Regions from separate parts of the Pan troglodytes genome. Here region 2 is linked to region 1. The links are chromatin contacts, called in public Hi-C maps. All regions are on one chromosome and are shown on one strand. The core of a region is the stretch at or near the end of the contact, and the rest is flanking DNA. Distances in the headings are between cores, read along the strand shown.

Region 1 (6,400 bases), core at 2,570-5,069:
GAAAAACTGGAAGCAACATAAAACTCCATCAGTAGAAGAGTATGCAGCTATTGAAATTAAAGAGCTATAATTGGTAATATTAAAGATAACATTTATTAAGCTAAAAAACAGGTTATAGAACAGCATATAAAACTGCATACATATATCAGTAAGCAAAATTCAGAAATATCTTTGGAAGTATTATCCCTGAGTACTGGGATTTTGTGGGATTTTTACACTTCCTCTGGAAAAAAAAATTCAGAAAAATCACAATGATCTTGTATCATTTTTATAAAAGATCACACTTGTATCATTTTTATAAAAGATCACACAATCTACAGCAAATATGCTCAGTAACTATATAGTGCCCCATAATTGTGTGGTTTAACCTTTCTGAAAGGCAGACACTATCACAACTGCAAATGTACATTCACTTTGATTTAGCAATTCTGAACACAGGTATTTATACTACAGTTATTCTCACACAAGTGTGAAAAGACACATTTTTGTTCAAGAATGTTCACAGCAGCATTGTTTATATTAGCAAAGTACTGGATGTGACCTAAATATCAACCAATAGAGACTAGATAAATTATGTACATTCATATAATGAAATACTGTATAGCCATGAAACAGAATGAGGTAGCTATGTGTGTTGGAGTTGAATGACATCCAAGGTTAGAAAACTAAATAAAGATAGAAAAGTATGTAATCAACCACTAGACGGAGGGCTACACAAACAAGTATGCTTGTACATAGACAAGTATGCTTGTATTTGCATAGACCAACTCTAAAAGGACACATAAAAAACTGTAAATAGTGGTTGTCAGCGCATTAGAGATCTAGAAATCAGGAATAAGACTTTTTATTCAAATGTAAACCAACAATGTAAACCAATTTACACTGTTTGATTTTTTTTAACATGTCTATATGCTACTTTTAAATTTTAATGGCTTTTAAAAATTAGGTAGTGAATTATTTTGCTGTCGTATAAATAGATTCCTGTAAGGGAAGTTAAGGTTTTCAAGTATCAAAATTATGCTATCAAGGCAGTTGCTTTTAAGGGTTAAAAAAATTCTAAACTACTTTTTGCTGCTTTTAGTTTACTACAATCAACAAAAATTATACACAATCGTAAACCAGAGCCCTTCTTCTGGACAAAGGTGTTTACACTGTTGCTAGCCAACAAATCCACATCTGTTTAATCTAGTCCTTGTTTTTCACTCTCAGTATTGAAGCAGTTTTAAAAATGTGTTTTCTCTCTTGCTATATTTAATGCATGTTCTTATAAAAGGATTATCTATTGACCACAAACAAATATAGAATAAGGGAACAGATTTTCTCCTTTCCACTGATATTAATCCTTCCAGGTCAGTTTGGCCTAGCCTTCTCTGACAGAAAAAGTGAAATGACTGCCTAGAACAAACAAGACCATGACTCAATAAATATAGTAATTTCTACTCCAAGGTTGTTCTTAAAAAAAAAAAAAAAAAAAAAAAAAACAGAAAGCTAAGAAAAATGTATTACATTTAACCATATTCCCAAGTAGATTAAGCATAAGCCTAAAGGCTCAGATCAGCTACCACTAACATGCTCTGTAACTCTGGGGAACCCATTTCCCAAGAATTTTAAGTTACTCCAAATAAGAGAGAAAATACTGCTTAACAGAGTAACAGAAGTCTTTTATCACACTTTTTCAATCTATTACCAAACATCAGAGAAACACTCAACAAAGTCATACTGGAAGACTTACCTAATCAAAACAGGACTGTCAATGATGGTTTACTCAACACCAGTACTTATAATTATGTATCAAACTTCCTGAAAATAAGTGCTAGACATTTAGAAAAACAAAGAAGCTGAACTCACCTTTGACACTTTTTCTATTAACATCTGCCCCCTTTTCAAGTAAATACTGAGCAATCTCTTTATGTCCTTTGTAACATGAAATCATCAAGCACGTATGCCCATGTCGGTTTGACACTTCCAAATCAGCTTTGTGTTCTACAAGGTACTTCACTATTTCCAAATGGCCATCGAAACACGCAGCTCGAAGAGGAGTTGAATTGGTTAAAGTCGTGTTGTTGACAGATGCTCCATGATTTAACAAGGACTGGACCACCTTCAGATGTCCTGCTGCAGAAGCGGCCCATAAAGGGGGAGCCCCCTCAATGGTTTCGCCATCAAAATTGACGGAGCCCCCAACTTCTATGGAGGCACTGCATTGCTCTAGGAGGAATTCCACCATGTCAAGGTGCCCATACCTGGCGGCCATCAAGAGTGGCGTGGCCCCATTTGTTTTTTCAGAGATCAAGGAGGAAACCTCCTCTTTGGATTTGCTTGCCAACAATTTGGTGAGAAGCCGGAGTTTGCCATCCCGAGCTGCGTTAAATACTGCTGTCTTTAGATCCATTTATGTCCAGTTGAGAGGCTGTGCTTTATTTATCTTTCAAAGCAGAGCTCCAGTTTAACTCTATCGACACAGGCAAGAGTCAGAGGAACCAAAGTTCAATGTTAGTTGCTGCACCCCAGAACGGATACACAACCACGAAGAGTATGTTCCGTCCTATTGCTTTCCAACATCTGACAACCAGGGCACCAAACTAGAGAAAGAAAAAAAAAAGTAGCAGCATTTAATTTTCTATAGAAGAAGGCAAAACACTTCTTAATTTCCACTTCTGTGGGAAGAAAGGAATAAAAGCTATACTTCAGGCACTACTCCATCCCACACCCCACCCCACCCCCAAAGAAAAGGTGGTAAAGAAAAATACAGAAGGATACACGGAGACCCAAATGTTCTGGTCGCAGGCAGTCTCCTCCATGTGCGGAAAATTTAAACACTACAGGCAGCCCGTTTTCTCGCCTCCAGCTCTAACCAGCCAAGCTTTGTTCTAGTTTTGCTTTGCACACGCCCAGGGAGAGTACAACCGAAAGAGGCAGGAGACTCGGGTTCAGAAATGTTTCTCTTTCTTGCAACTGGAGGAGAGCTGGCCAAGGGCGCCAGGCTGGAAGGCCTCACTGAGGCCGGGTTTCGAGAAGGAACAAAAAGGTCGGACACACCAAACCCCGGCTAAGGCCAAAACTGTGCCCCGAAAGATTCTCTTTCCTTTAAAACTACTCACGGCTCTCAGGAAATCCGCCTGCCTTTTAGTCATTAACTTCGCCCGCCCCATTTCGATCACCCCCCACCCCCCGCCAAGGGATGATCCGCAGGTTCCTCAAACCACAGTCGCCCCAACACAACCTTCCCCTCTCCCTGTTCCAGACAACGGCAGCCCCCTCCCCAATCTCCTCCATCGACCACAACCCCCTCCCGATGGGCCAAGCTGTGGCCTCCAGCCCGCTGCCCGCCTTCGGCTCCCCCGGCGCCCTCCTTCCCGCCCAGGCCTTCCGCGGGCACCTCAGGCCCCGGCCCGAGCCCTGGCAGGCCGCTGCCGCCGCCACTACCTGCCCGGGGACTAGTCTTCCCCGCCGCCGCTGGTCACTCGGGCTTTGGCCGTCCCCTTCAAAGGGAAACCGTTGTCCCCACCGCCGCCCGGGCCGCCCTGCTCCGCCTGCGGCCGCACAGCTCCTCCATGCTGCGCGCCCCACAGGAATGAATCCGGCCTCGCTGTTCGCCCCGCCCCGCCACCCGAGCTGCCTCCCGCCCTCAGTCGGCTCGGGCTGCAGCGGCTGCAGCGACTGCTGCGACGGATGGTGTAATGGGCTGCGAGCCGGGGGCCGGACAAGCCTGAGCGTCACATCACTGACTGTGCCGCCACGCCATTGGGCCGGGGGAGGGCGGCGGCCGCGGCCAGCAACAGCCTAGGCGCGGGGCGGGGCGTCGCGGCCGGGGTGGGGCGACGGGGAGGGGGCGGGGCCTGAGCTGCTGGGAGGACGTGCCTGCGTGCACGCGCTGGGGGGCGGGGCGCTGCGAGGGGGCGGATTTGTGCCCATCGAAGCGGCCCGAGGCAGCTCGAGTTCTGAGATCTCGCTGGCTCTTCTCCTCTCGGATTTTCGGGGTGCTCCCTTAGGGAATCTTTCGGTCCCATCTCAGAGACCCCAGAAGGGAAGTGTATTAGTGCGTTTTCACGCTGCTGATAAAGACATACCCGAGATTGGGTAATTTATAAAGATAAAAAGATTTAATGGACTCAGAGTTCCACGTGGCTGGGGAGGCCTCACAATCAAGCCAGAAGGGGAAAGGCACGTCTTACATGGCAGCAGGCAGGAGAGGAAAATCAGAGCCAAGGAAAAAGGGAAACCCCATATAAAACAATCAGCTCTCGTGAGACTTACTCACTACCACCAGAGCAGCATGGGGGAAACAGCCTTCTTGATTCAATTATCTCCCACTAGGTCTCTCCCACAATATGTGGGAATCATGGGAGCTAAAATTCAAATTTGGGTGCGGACCAGTATTACCCTCACACACGTGAAGTCTCTCGGACTAGTCTTCTGTCCTTACTTTGGTGGGCCCTGGAAATTACCAAGCTCGTAATTACACCTCAGAACACACACGGAGGAAACTGAAATTTCAGAAAATGTGATTAGTTTTGGAGGCTGTCAAACTGACTCTCTTTCTAAAGTAGCCTCTAAAAAGCATAAAGGCTACGAGGAATGGTAAACCCTAAGAGCAATGTAAAGTCAATGAGGTCAGGTTCTTGAGCTCTGAGTAATAAATCGGGAACTAAAGCTTAAAAGGTTATATATATGAATGAAAAGAATTACTTCTTCATATAGTAGTTGATAAACCTCTGGAATTTGTGATGCTAAAACCTAGGTTGCATTAAACTAGGATGAAAAAGTTTAAATGTGTTTGGGAAATAACGCCCATAATGAATCCTGATGAGAAAACAGAATTTTTGAAAATGGACCTTCAATCACTTTGTTTGAGGGAACTTAAGCTCACATAATTCCTTAGTACCACTAGGAGAAATAGAATATTACAGTAGGCAGTCTGACCCTCAGCATATGTAATCCATAACGTTATGTTAGAAGTCATGCAGCACTAAAAACATTTATAAAAAATCACAACTTCATTTTTGTATATTGTAGTGTTGTTCAGAAGTTTATGTAGTTTTGCATAATTGAAATAATTTTCATACAACTATATATTTTGCTTTTCCTTTCTATACTCTAAACGTTTCTTATGTTTTTACAGTCTTAATAATTTTTAAGTATAGCATAGTATTTCCCTTAGGTAGTCAGTATCAGACTACACTCAACATCAGATTCCCAAAACTGAAGTTAAGGTAATTGCCACTGAGAAGAAAATATAAAAGAATAGAGTATAAAGGATAAGATTGACCATCCATAAAAATTAACCAACCAAGAGGACTGGCTGTTTTATCCCCAGCATATGTCACAGTTCTATACTCTCCCAGGGTACAGATACCAGTGTACAGTGTCCCAACCAAGGCCTAACCTGAGCTGACCTGTCTCTCTCATCTAATTCAATAAGATGTAAACATTCACATCAGCCATCTTCAAACTGAGCTCTGTATCCCCCATGGGATTGTTAAGGGATAGATGGACACTTAGTTTAAAGGCTACCAATTTCTGCTGTGGCTCACACCTGGAATCCCAGAACTTTCGGAGGCTGAGACAGGCAGATTGCTTGAACCCAAGAGGTCGAGACCAGCCTGGACAACATGGTGAAATCCCAACTCCACACACACGCACACACACATGCACGCACACGCACACACACAAAAAATTAGGCATGGCATGCAGGAGGCTGAGGTGGCAGGATCACCTGAGCTGAGCTGGGGAGATCAAGGCTATAGTGAGCCATGATCACACCACTGTGCTGCAGCCTGGGCCACAGAAGGAAACTCTGTCAAAAAAAAAAAAAAAAAAAAAAAAAAAAAGGCTACCAGTTTCTGAATCTTCGATTTACACCTACGTTCTTTCCTAAAATTGATCTGCTGGTAAAGGAATATGGTCAAGGTGTCTCATTTCCCAACTCTTTCACAATAGCTGTATGTTTCCCAATTTGTAAAAGGAAAGACATTTGAGAATCTTACAGGCATTGCTCTGGGTTATAAAAGGCTCAGCAATCTTTGCCAATTCTTTATAAATTTAAAACACTGGTCTATATTAGAAAGTGTATACTTCTAATGACTGGGTAACAAATTCTTTTGCAAGTCAGATGATTTCCAAATAATTGCTTTGAACAAAGTATGACCTAAAGATCACTGATATCGATTAGAAGGAGTTCAAAGAATTAAGTGACATTGATATAATGACAAAACTCCTTATAGACCCAACTACCCAACTACTATTTTTTTTTTTTTTTAGACAGGGTCTTTCTCTGTTTCCCAGGCTGGAGTACAGTGGCACAATCTCAGCTCACTGTAGCCTCGACCTCCTGGGCTCAAGTGATCCTCCCATCTCAGCCTCCCAAGTAGCTGGGACAATAGGCATGCACTACTACACC
Region 2 (6,526 bases), core at 564-3,063, 35 kb after region 1:
TATAGTATGTATCAGAATTTCATTCCTTTTTAGAACTGAATAATATTTCAGTATATGACTGGGATTTTAATGACATATTTGAGCCACTGTACCTTGGCGGACCTCTTGTTAAGTCAGATAATATTTTTTTCTTATGGTTTAGGCCACGTGGCGTGGGGTTTTCCTAACTGATACATGAGGCTCAACTCGGGTTCTCCCCTGTAAAGCTCCAGGGTGGGCAATAAGGCCCACAGAGTACTCAAAATGAAAGCTCCCCAGCATAGTGCAAAATTTCCCGTATTTCCTGATATGTGTATGTACCTAGATATGTACGTGTGTGTATGGGTGTGTGCACACGCACATATGTACACAACACACAAACACATGACAAAGCCCACACCTTTACCTGTTTTCATCCTCAGTTTAGCTATTTTGTTACAATTGATAATTTCAACATATATAATAATTCAGCACTTAACATTTTTCTTTATCATAAAAAAATATGGAACCCCAAATTGGGTGAGACATTGTGTCTGGTGCTCTATGAAGTACAAATCGATGCTTCATTTCAAAACACTCTTCCACAATATTCATTGGAGTTGAAAATAAACAAGTTTAGTCAAGAGTAAAGAATAAAAACATTTATTTTAAAAATACCATTTAGCATCAATTGCCCCAAGTTTGGCAGGCATGAAGAGTGGGCAGTTCATGTTTTATTAGTATATAAAATTGGCTTTACAGGAAGCATTATGGCAAAAAAATGAACACTTATTATGAAAACTGAAAAAGAGAAGTGAGTAGTAAGCTACTATCAGAACGTTAAGGCTAAGAAAATGTCACTATGCAATGAAAACAATCTCCTCCTCTAATAAGTACTCATAGAATAGGAGGCTCGACTTACTTGCATGCTCCTCATAGAACGTTTTGGTTCATGGCTATGAAGAGGTAACTGAAAAAAGATGTGTGCAGATCCCGCTACTGTTAGGGGATATACAAGTGGGGAATAAGAAAAAAGAAATTAAGCAAAATGTCTTTACTCAAGGATCTCTATAAAAATTTATTTTTAAGAAAGCCTGAGTAAGCATGTATATTTTTTCCCTGTGACTTTAAGTGTAATGACAGCATTAAAAATAAATTATGCTGTCAATATACAAAAAATATCTTTTCATTATAAGCATATATAAAGCCTTCTGCAACTATTATATATCACTTTATCGAATCCAAACTTTTTTGCTTATTCCCTTTTGTGGCCCCTAGTTTTTCACATCCTCATAGAGGACAAAGGCCTTTAGAGATCCATCAATTCAACCCTTTCATTTCACAGATAAAGGAGGGTAAATAGTTTGCCCACAGTTACATTCATCCTCAGTGGCAGAAATTGGACTAGAACCAAGTCTCATGATCCTGAAGAGGGCTTTTCTCATTACATGACATGACCCATTCTCCACTCCATCCCTGATCTCAAGTGGACGATGCTCCCTCAATCTCAGATGGGCAGAAGGGCTGTGGAGGAAAGAAACAAGCCTGTTTGGGGCCTCTCTGGCTTGTTAGGAGCATGGGGCTCTAGAATAGGAGGTAATAAAATACATCTCCTTCTATCCAAAGTCTTTATAAATAACCTATCACACACACACATGCACACAGTCAGGCTACTTTGAAGACCTAAATGAGAAATACTTCCTGAGAAGAGAATTGTGTGTGAGGGAAACTTTTAAAGCTTCCATAAGAGAGGTTTTTGATTTAAAAAGTGAATATCTGGCCACTCACACAGTTATACGCCTTTTAGAAGCTCTGCAAATAAAGCCATAGTTACAAATGATGACTAATATGAAGAGCTTTAAGCCCCAGGGGACGTCTGAACACCACTCCACGAAGTCCCTAACTACCACACTATCAAATGGGCTGTGAATCGGTGGTGGGAAATGCCTCCAAATATGCAGATTTCAGCAGAAAATACATTTGACTGGGTTCTTTTAAAAAGTTCCACCATTCTCACATCTATTTCTGATTTTATATGCATCAACGCTCAACATGCTAAATGTTCTATTCTGGCAATTCATATTTCTGGGTGATAGTACCCGAATGCTTATTGCAACATCCATGAGAGGTGCCTCAGGAGGAAGTGTGATCAGATCTCCTGGGGCCATTTTTTTTCTGTGTCCTTTGAGATCAAAATTCAGAGAATAAAAGTGTTGTCACATTTTTAAAAATGTCTGTCATACAAGTTTTTGTTCAAGGTTCAATACGAGGAATATGGATTGAGAATTCCTTTTTCATATCCATGAACTAGGAAAATTGTGAAAGAAAAGTCCTTGAAACTCTGACAATGTCAAGTTTACTGAAACATCAAAAAGTACCACAATTTTATAGACTGTCCTGCAGAAATTTATCTTTCTTGTGCTCCATAGGTTTCTTTAAGGCGAAGACTCTCTTTTATTTAAACATTTCCTAGAAACTGCTTTCTCAAGTGAAGATTAATCATTTGGTTTACAAAACAAGAGCCAGCCACATGTTATATGTTTCATCTCAGGCAATAAATTGTCTTTGTACCATATTTCTTGTCTCTTTCCATATAGTTTGTTGCGTCTTATACACAGACTCCTGAAAAATTCTTTCTACTTGTGTAGGAAAGCCACGACTTTCTTCCTCTAAGGCATTGATGGTTTGGAGGGCAAAGGGAGTCCTTTCTCGGGGAAGGGGATTGTTCAGGGGCCGCATGGGTATAACAGAGTTGTATTTATGCTGCCTGTTAACGGAGTTCATTAGGGACGTATAGAACTGGAAATTACACCAAGTATCTCTTAAAAAGTTTTCAGTCAGTAATAAGATTGTCCATGCAGACCCATTTACAGCATCATCTAAATTCTGTAAATGCTGTCTGCCACATGGCATCTCAGCAAAGATTATTCCGGGTTTGATACCAAAGTCATCTTGTAGCAGATTCTGGACTCTGAGGGCTTCATCTGTGTCATCTTCTGCATGCAATATCACAAATTTGAGGAACACCTCTTCTTCAGCTTCTTCTTCAAGCATCTCTTCCACACTCTGAGCTCCCTCCTGCTTTCCTGTTGGCCCCTCTGTTGTATTGCTGTGCTCAGCAACATTACACAAGGATAGATCTTCAGACTTCTTGGAATCTGACTCATGATATCCTGGACTTGTATCCACACTGTGCCTTTTACCCCAAGAGAGAGAAAGAGGGCAGGAATTTATTTTAGACTTCCCGATACCCATTATAAATATCCAAGGCAGAAGAAGAAAACTTTATGTATTTCTCAGCATTTCTTTTCAATCTAAAAGAAGTAACAAAACAGAAGAATATTATAAATTTAATCAAAACATTAAAAATGGAAACTTTCATTCAACCTGAAAAGCTCAAAAAGATTATAATAGACAGCTCCAAATACATAAATGACAAACAGATAATTGGGAAGCTAAACTACTAATCTTTTGTGAGCTTCACAAGGGCTATCACAGGCAGCGAAGGGAACATTAAATAAAGGGTCCAGTTTAATATAATAGGAGACATCTGGAAAATGTAAATGGTGTTATATTAGCACTACAAACCTCCAGATTGAAATAAATTATGTTGGTATTTTCGTGATAGGTACCATACCACTTTATCTTTTCATGCAGTTTAAATCTAATTTCTCCATTATCAAATTACCATGTAGACTAGAAACAGGAAAATATAAAGAAACTGAATATTCAATTAAGCATAAATATATTTCTGTATCAAGCACAAACAAAATAGAACACAAATATCCTAACAATGACTGGCAGCATCTCTACTGACAGCATAAACAGAAGATCTGAAATGTCAAGTGAAATGATGTCCAGGATTCACTGGTTCAGAGCTTTTTTTTGTTTGTCTGGAGTCAGGCATTGTGGTGATGGTGAATCTAATGGAGAATAAATTATAATAAGAGTGTGTGAAAAGTAAGAAATATCTTTTTCCAACGAATCCTGTAACTACTGAAGAAAATATATTTATTCACCTAGGGAAAAATTAACATCTCAGTTTGGAAATGAACTCTAGAAACAAAGACTTGAGACTTTCTCCAGTGAAATCAACAAAGAATGATTATAGTCTAGACTCATTCTTGTTTTTGTTGTTATTTATTTATTCATTTATTTATTTATTTTTTGAGACAAGGTCTGGCTCTGTTGCCCAGGATGGAGTGCAGTGGTGTGATCTCAACTCACTGCAATCTCTGCCTCTCAGGCTCAAGCCATACTCCCACCTCAGCTTCTGGAGTAGCTGGGACTACAGGTACATGCCACCACACCTGGCTAATTTTTGGTTTTTTTTGGTTTCTTTTTTTGATAGAGATGGGGTTTCATATGTTGCCCAGGCTGGTCTCGAACTCCTGGGCTCAAGGAATCCTCCCGCCTCAGCCTCTCAAAGCTCTGGGACTACAGGTATGAGCTACCGCGTCTGGCCTAGACTCATTCTTTTATTTAAAAAAATTCTAAATTCAGAGTGGAAGAACTAGATCAACTGTGAAAGAAAAGTATACCATGTGAATCTAATTGAAATAAGTCTTCAGAAAACGTTGGCAATATTCCTAATAAAATCCCTCAGACAGGCAGTTTCAAGGGGAATTCTTTTATTAAAAGACAGAACATTTAGAATATATAAATACAGGTTTCATACTTTCAAATGTGAGCCACAGACTATATTCCAGAGCATTTTTACTTGTTCTTTATGGGCAAAGGCCATACCTCAAGAAGAAATTATAACATTCATAACAACATAAGTAACATGGCTACATATGCCTACATAATTCAGGTTTAGAAGAAACTGTTCAACAAAAGTGGTGAAAACTGTCATGGGAACAAAAACCAAGGAAAAAAACATAGAGAATTTCATTCAATGTATGTGAGTAAAAATGTTTGCAGCTGCCTCTGACTAGTGAGGAAACTGCTGACCACTCCATCATTCACTCTGTCTGTACTTTAGGTTCTCGCTCCATGGTATATTGTGCTAGTTACCAAGAGGTATTCTAAGGCATAATAACTCTAAAATGTGACATATATCCATCCAAAATAATAAAACCAAATTAATTTGGACTCTCTTCATTGATTAGGATTCACTGCTGACTTTTGTTACTGCATTGTAAAAAAAAGGATTTTGCTATGCAAAGTTGCAGAAAGAAGTTTCCCCCTGAATGAGAAAACAATAGTTAAACCATCCAGAGGCATCTATTTACTGTCAATTAAAATGATCTACACTTATCACTGAATTCAACACCATTATCTTAGTCACTAGCTGGTACAGACAAGTGCTTTGAAGGAATATAACAGCTATTTATAAAGAATATGAAAAACTTCTAGGGTAAGATAGTGTGTCAAGGCAGATCACAAAATCTTTTAAAATAAAAACAAAGAATTACAACTTCGACTTATTTTTCTTAAATACCAGTTAGCAAAAAAGAGCAAAAGACTTCAGAAATCTATGATGTGTTCCAACTTCCAAGCAGTGTCACCCACCTAATCAGACCGAGAGAAAAAAACTAGTGGCAATGTCTATAAAACTTTACTATCATCTTCTAATCTGGAGGGAGGGAGTAAGGAGACTGCCAAGGGAACAAGCTGTGGAAAGTTGTGCTGTTCCCACCACCACTGTGACTCAGACATGGAGAGATGGTCAGGATTCCTTACTGCACTGTGGTTCCCAGGGCTGGGAGGAAGTGAGAGGACACGACTGTGCTTCACTGTGGGCCAGTTAACTCCATCAGTAAAAAGGGCTCTACTGGAACAAAGGAAAGGCATGGCGTGGTGAAGGAAATCTGGGGAAGGCTGGCCAAAGGAATCCTGGAAAGCCTCCTTTAAAGTTCTCCTCCTCCATCAGAACAACGAACACCAGGCTTAAAAAATTTAGGTTTCACCTCCTTGCTTCAGCTAAATGGAAGGAGAGTGAGGGTGCCACTTGGGAGACGCATGTGAGACCACTGTTCATAAAAATTAAAATGTGTATGTATATACATTTTCATTTACTTTTTTTAAAAAAAGGTGGTGGTGTGTCTCCATCCATCCTGTTACTTATTCCCATGGTCTCCTGCTGGTGACCACTTTTATCAGTTTCTCCTGCATCTTTCCACTGTTTCTCTATGAATATATATTATTATTTTTCTTTCCTTTTTTCAAAAATGTCCCAAAATTCAAAACAAGGATATTTTGAAAGAATATTCTTGTTATTCTTTCCTTTTCAAAAAAAGTGTCATTATTCATATGTATACATGACATATAAATCCCAAACAGCAGTGGATAAACATTAGTATACATTGCTTTTTCCCTTTATATCTTCAGAGCTTTCCATAACAGCGCATAGCGAACTTCCTCTTATTTACAGCTACATAATCATGCAGCATGTGGCTATCCCATAATCATTCCCTGTTCTTGGATATGTGAGTTGTTTCCAGTCTACTACTAGGACAAACTATGCTGCAATGGATAATTCTGTACAAAAAGCATTTCATATGTGTGCAAGTTTATCTATAGAACAATTCCCCCAATGGGATTTCCATTTGTAACAGTGATTCAT

What was found. Hi-C and Micro-C count contacts between places; a contact is called where the count stands out from the background.
Region 2: a Hi-C map of a lymphoblastoid cell line shows a contact between it and region 1, with 2.5 times the contacts expected there. The contact joins the enhancer-like site here to the promoter of FEM1C in region 1. A contact is called at or near these places in 3 of 7 Hi-C or Micro-C datasets (a lymphoblastoid cell line, lymphocytes and stem cell-derived neural progenitor cells) and 1 of 1 datasets of contacts at active chromatin or transcription factors (stem cell-derived excitatory neurons).

Annotation. Positions count from the first base shown.
Region 1 is chr4:113,252,970-113,259,369 of NHGRI_mPanTro3-v2.0_pri, forward strand. It overlaps FEM1C (fem-1 homolog C), which reads right to left and starts at 3,820. Exons shown (of 3, transcript XM_001147155.3): 1 at 3,427-3,820; 2 at 1,849-2,582. The coding sequence starts at 2,392.
Region 2 is chr4:113,289,583-113,296,108 of NHGRI_mPanTro3-v2.0_pri, forward strand. TICAM2 (TIR domain containing adaptor molecule 2) reads right to left here. Exons shown (of 2, transcript NM_001195204.4): 2 at 599-3,272. The coding sequence starts at 3,213. The coding sequence ends at 2,506. Among named protein-coding and RNA genes, the nearest start is that of TICAM2, 21 kb to the right of the region's middle. Within about 2 kb of position 1,814, at least 2 of the 24 cell types and tissues checked have an H3K27ac peak or open chromatin away from gene starts, as enhancers often do. A contact at or near this core is called in a lymphoblastoid cell line, where this site is marked.